2 separate regions of the Gasterosteus aculeatus genome follow, and region 1 is linked to region 2. Evidence: chromatin contacts called from public Hi-C data. All regions are on one chromosome and are shown on one strand. Each heading gives the region's core, a stretch centred on a gene start, on an enhancer-like site or on the middle of the called end of the contact. The rest is flanking DNA. Distances are from core to core; before and after follow the strand shown.

Region 1 (2,700 bases), core at 21-2,520, 210 kb before region 2:
AAATGGTAAATGGCTTGTACTTGTACAGCGCTTTTCTAGTCTTCTGACCACTCAAAGCGCTTTAACACTACATGACATCATTCACCCATTCACACCCATTCATACACTGATGACAGGAGAACCATACACAGTGACACCTGCCATCAGTAACTACCATTCACACACTGTAGTCGCAGCTACAGGAGCAATGTTGGGTTAAGTGTCTTGCCCAAGGACACAACGACATGCAAGTTAGCCGGGCCTGGGATCGAACCCATAACCCTCTGATTGGAGGACGACCGTGCTCCCCACTCACCCACAGTCGCCTCCAGAAGTCTCCTCCACAACCAAGTGTTGATGATGAAGACTTTGAAGGGTGACGGAAACCTCAAAGTATCTCAACATGCGTCCTGTGAGTGGGGAGCCAAGCTGTTGCTTCACTGAAGAGGCCTATGTGCCTAGATGCTTAATCAATACATTATTTGAAATAATGGAAGGTGTAGAGTAATCGGTAAGTGAAATACACCGAAAACAGGTCAGTTCTTAATGGGTGCTGAGTGTGTTTAATTGCAACATAGTTTCTTTTCATATTATAGTTTTCAGCTGGAACACCATGGGCAAGTTTCCAGAGGCCCCTTGATTGGAAATTAAGCTGAACTATCTGGCGTAATATCCAGATATATATAAGACCTATATAGATAGACCTATAAGATATAAGACGAAAACGCATGTGCATTGCGCATGCGCAGTAGAGGAGTGAGCCGTAGCCATGTCGACGCAGACCCACTTCTGTACCGTGAATGCACAGTAATCAAAAATAAATGTTTATATCATGTGAATCACAGCTCGACAACTGCTGCGGAGACACTTGGCTGTGAATGTGAGGGGGGGGATTTAACATTTGCAAACGTTCGGTAGTGAGACATGTCGGGGGAAGCCCGATACGTAACTTCTGCGCTCTCTCACCCGGTGTTGGAAGTCCGCCGAGGGGCCGCTCCCGCCGCGTCCACGACCGCGGTAGTGGTCTCTTTTACCCCGGCCGCGGTGGTGGCCTCCTCTCCCTCTGCCCCGCTGCTCACCACCGACACTTTCGCTGTTGCTTCCGCCTCTGCCGCCCCTTCTCCAACTGCCTCCTCTGACTGCGCTCGGTCTGGTGTCCATTGCTGTTAATTGCGGCCGGACAGTTTAGCGCGTGACACCTTCAACGTGAAGGAAATGAGTGTTACGTTGAATGGTGTCCCACGACAAAAATGACGTTTGATCGTTCCGAGTCAATTAAAAAATTACACATTTCAGAATTGAATGACAATATAGAAACATATTTAGAGAGCGAGAGTTTATACATTTTATAAAATCATTCAAGTTTTTTTTCTTTTCATTTCAGGAAAACTCTTAATGGAGCCACAAGCTGGTACCCTTCTCTGACCTGTCAACAATAACAAGGAGGGATAACAGCATGGAAGTGGACCCTTCAAACAGCACTCTTGCCAACACATCACATGTCCAGGTGGCTTCTCACAATGTTTGGGAAGTTATTACCATCGCTACAGTATCAGCAATCGTCAGCTTGATAACTGTTGTGGGTAACGTGCTGGTTTTGCTCTCCTTCAAAGTCAACAGCCAGCTGAAGACCGTTAACAACTACTACCTACTCAGTCTGGCTTTCGCCGACCTCATCATTGGAGTGTTGTCAATGAACTTATACACCACATATATCCTTATGGGTTACTGGTCCTTGGGAAACATTGCATGTGATCTCTGGCTAGCAGTGGATTATGTTGCCAGCAACGCTTCAGTTATGAACTTACTTGTCATCAGCTTTGACAGGTACTTCTCCATCACAAGGCCGTTAACTTACAGGGCTAAAAGGACTCCAAAGAGAGCTGCCATCATGATTGGCCTTGCGTGGCTGGTGTCTTTTGTCCTTTGGGCGCCACCCATTCTGTGCTGGCAATACATTGTAGGTGAGAGAAGGGTGCTTCCTAACCAGTGCCATATCCAGTTTTTAACACAGCCTGTGATCACATTTGGTACAGCGATTGCCGCTTTCTATATCCCTGTCTCTGTTATGACCATCCTCTACTGTAGGATCTACAAGGAAACGCAGAGACGCACCAAAGATTTGGCTGAGCTACGAGGCCTGGCTACTGAAAATGTTCTAGAAGGGACTAAACCACAGAAAACTGCCATTCATTCTTGCTTTCATTTTACCAGAGAGAGAAGAGACCTCAGTCAGGCCTCCTGGTCCTCGTCTAACCAAAGCAACGCTACTAAAATGACAACCAGATCAGATGAGGCATGGGAGAAAGCAGATCAAATCACTTCCTTCAACAGCTACTCTACATCTGAGGAGGACGAGCAGCATGTGTCAATAGAAACCCCACAGAGGTCTTTCAAAGAGCAAGGTAGTGGGCAAAGTAATACGAATGGACAAGTGACTGAGTATACAGAGGATCTATACTTTTCCACTCCTCAAAAGAAGAGTAGTAAAAAACACATCTCTTATAAATTCAAACCTGGCTCCAGCTCAAAGGGCAAAAACGGCAAACCAATGACTCCCGCGCCGTGCCTGGCCAAAGCAAATGAGCCCACCCAAACTGCCTCGCCTTCCCCCTCCACCACCTCCAAACCCATTGACCCCGTCCTGAAGAACCAGATCACCAAGAGGAAGAGGATGGTGCTTGTGAAGGAGAAGAAGGCGGCCCAGACTCTCAGTGCCAT
Region 2 (2,700 bases), core at 135-2,634:
CCACATGTGGATTTATAGAGCAGATCATTCAAGAAGAACCATTAACAGTAAAATAAAGTTTTAAATTGGTGCGAGGCAGATCTTCAGTGTGTATCCACTGTCACGTCAACCAATCAGCTGCAAAAAGGCCCAAGCCTGAACATTTCCCATCAACCTGCATAAGATATGTGTGCTGGTAACATTAGTGACGTACCTGGGAGCCGGGGTCGAAAGAGGCAAATACAGAAATACAGAACAAATATGTTTCACAATCCCGTTACTACCTTCCCTGCCCCGGCCGCAACTAATCACTGCCTGAGCTCCCTGCAGCTTGAATAATATTGGCTGAAACTCAGGCCGAGAGGGGGGGGGGATAACATTGAGGTTGAGGCGAGACGGCCAATATAAAAAATCTTGGTTCTTGTTTTTCTCATTGGCATATATTTTTTGTGACATTACCCATCCCTAGAGGTAATTGCAAATGCAATCGTAGCGCACAAATGCATATAGATGCTTTCTTGATGGTATTCATGGAGGCAGAGGGACGTCACTCAGCGGATGCATTATTAAAAGCCTGGCCTTATTCATCCTTTACATAGACTTTACTGCTCCAGACCATGTTTCTGGGTGACCCTGTTTGCAGGACAAGTTTATAAAATGGTACATGGGGTGAAAAATTGGCAGGGGGCTAGATTCAGAGGTCAAACTGATGGGGGGGGGGGGGCATAAGTGGTCCTAGAAGTTGGAAAAAGAGAAGGTAGGACGAAGGCAGGTCTAAAGCCCCATATTGGACACGGAGGCCAGGGTGTCGCCCGCAGCTGCTGTGGCCTCTTGACCTGCTGGGGGGGGGCTTCCAATTTTTTCAATACATTTGCTGATCCACTGTTGCAGCGCACAATAATCCACAGTGTAAGCTCCTTACAGCACAATTTAGTGAAAAAAATAAGCACCACAGCAGATTATTTGCAATGTGTTCTGACATGTTTTTCTCCACCAGGACATGGAAATAAAATAATCTAAAATAAAAAAAAATGTGTTGTGTAAAATATATATATATTTATACGTGTATGCCGGTGTGTGTGTGTGTGTGTGTGTGTGTGTGTGATATATATATACAAATATATACTCTTACAGCAATTCCCATAATGCTCCTCTAGGGAGAGACGCTGTGACGTCATGTTCGGGATTAATGCCTTCTGGATAGTGTAGAGTATAAATAAGAATGGCCTTCTATTTTGATAGTATCAAAGAACGTTCTAATATTTGAACCGCTCGTGGCTTGATGAATATCTCTCTTTGCGAAGTTATTTGACTTCAAATATCCTTCAGAAACGTACAATTTCTGAAAGAATCGACGGAAGAAATAGCTTGAGAAACTACATTTCCCACCCCCCGGGGAGGCTGCGCACCCGCGCTGCGCAGTGGCCTCTGCGTGCGGTGAGGGCAGTCACGTGCAATCCTCCTCAGTCCTGTCCAAACAGAACGTGAGCGTTAACCAGTCTGCCTGCTAGAGCGCCGGTCGGTGCTAAACCGATTCATGTTGTTTTTTTAGCCACTTGTCCCTTTTAAAGTAGACTATTGTATCGAAGAATGAGTGATAACGACGATATCGAAGTCGATAGTGACGTGAGTATGACCACGCTTGTCTTTTTACCGATGTTATTTTGCTAGCTTACGATTTAACGTTAGCCGACCTAGCGGCTCAGCTAACGTTAGCTACCCATACGCCTGCTAGCCTCTCTGTTTTAAGTGTTTTTTGTCGGGATCCTACTCCGCACTATCCTTTCTTGCCTTGTAGCATTATAAACCTACCAAGTTTGACCTTATAGTGACGTCAGCGTGGCAGTACGATTTGCTGAACAATTATGGCTACAATTGTACTTTTTGTTCTGTTTCTTTGCAGGAAGACTCACCGAGATATCACTGTGTGGTGCGTAATGCTGGGGGATTTTTTTTTCCAATGTCGAAAAATGTTTCACTGTTGTAAAGTTTATTCATCCATCACATTCTGCTTATTTTATTGGTATTTAATCGACTGCTAGGCCTACATCGTGGAGGTTGGTGTACTTATTTCTGCCTCGTGGCGGACCTACATTTATTCTAACCCGTGTGTGTGTGTGTGTGTGTGTGCACGTCATTTTCTGGGGCTTTGAACTATGGTGCAATCGTACATTTTGACGTTGCGATTATTCCTCTGCATCGGCGTTCTGCACTGCAGGGTTTCCCCCATCCCGTCTGTCCGCGGCCGTAGAGAGACGATGGCACGACGTCTATATTTAGACCAAAGCTTTATCCCGCTACAAATTGTTGCGTGTTTTATACCCCCCCCCCCCCCCCTTTAATACATAGCTTTCCGTGATCGGTGTTAGTCCGATAGTCAGTCCGAGTCTCCCTTCCCAAGCCCCCCCAGCGGTTCACCACGGGGGTCCGCTCGTGATCAGTGTGCCTTTTGGGGGGTTTTTTTTCCCCTCTTTGCAAATTACACATCTAGGTCATCTCCATACAGAGAGATCCGTTTGCATCTGTGCTGCATTCAACACCACGATGATGATGATGATGATGATACAGTGGTGAAGGTGTAGGGGGGGGGGGGTGGAGCGCAGCCGCTCCTGCATCTCGGACGAGTGGTAGGGGGGGTTGGGTGGTGTTAGTGGGGGGGATGTTTTCCTGTGTTGCACAGCCAGTGATTAGAGCCATCTTCTCCCTACAGGCCACCAAAGG

What was found. A called contact is a pair of places that touch in the nucleus more often than the background predicts.
Region 1: a Hi-C map of tail fin shows a contact between it and region 2, with 2.7 times the contacts expected there. The contact joins the promoter of aven here to the promoter of max in region 2. A contact is called at or near these places in 2 of 6 Hi-C or Micro-C datasets (skeletal muscle and tail fin).

What each region holds. Positions count from the first base shown.
Region 1 is chr18:7,399,921-7,402,620 of fGasAcu3.hap1.1, reverse strand. It overlaps aven (apoptosis, caspase activation inhibitor), which reads right to left and starts at 1,270. Exons shown (of 8, transcript XR_013453352.1): 1 at 946-1,270. It overlaps LOC120808426 (muscarinic acetylcholine receptor M5-like), which reads left to right. Exons shown (of 2, transcript XM_078093065.1): 2 at 1,364-2,700. The coding sequence starts at 1,436.
Region 2 is chr18:7,191,954-7,194,653 of fGasAcu3.hap1.1, reverse strand. It overlaps max (myc associated factor X), which reads left to right and starts at 1,384. Exons shown (of 4, transcript XM_078093059.1): 1 at 1,384-1,605. The coding sequence starts at 1,570.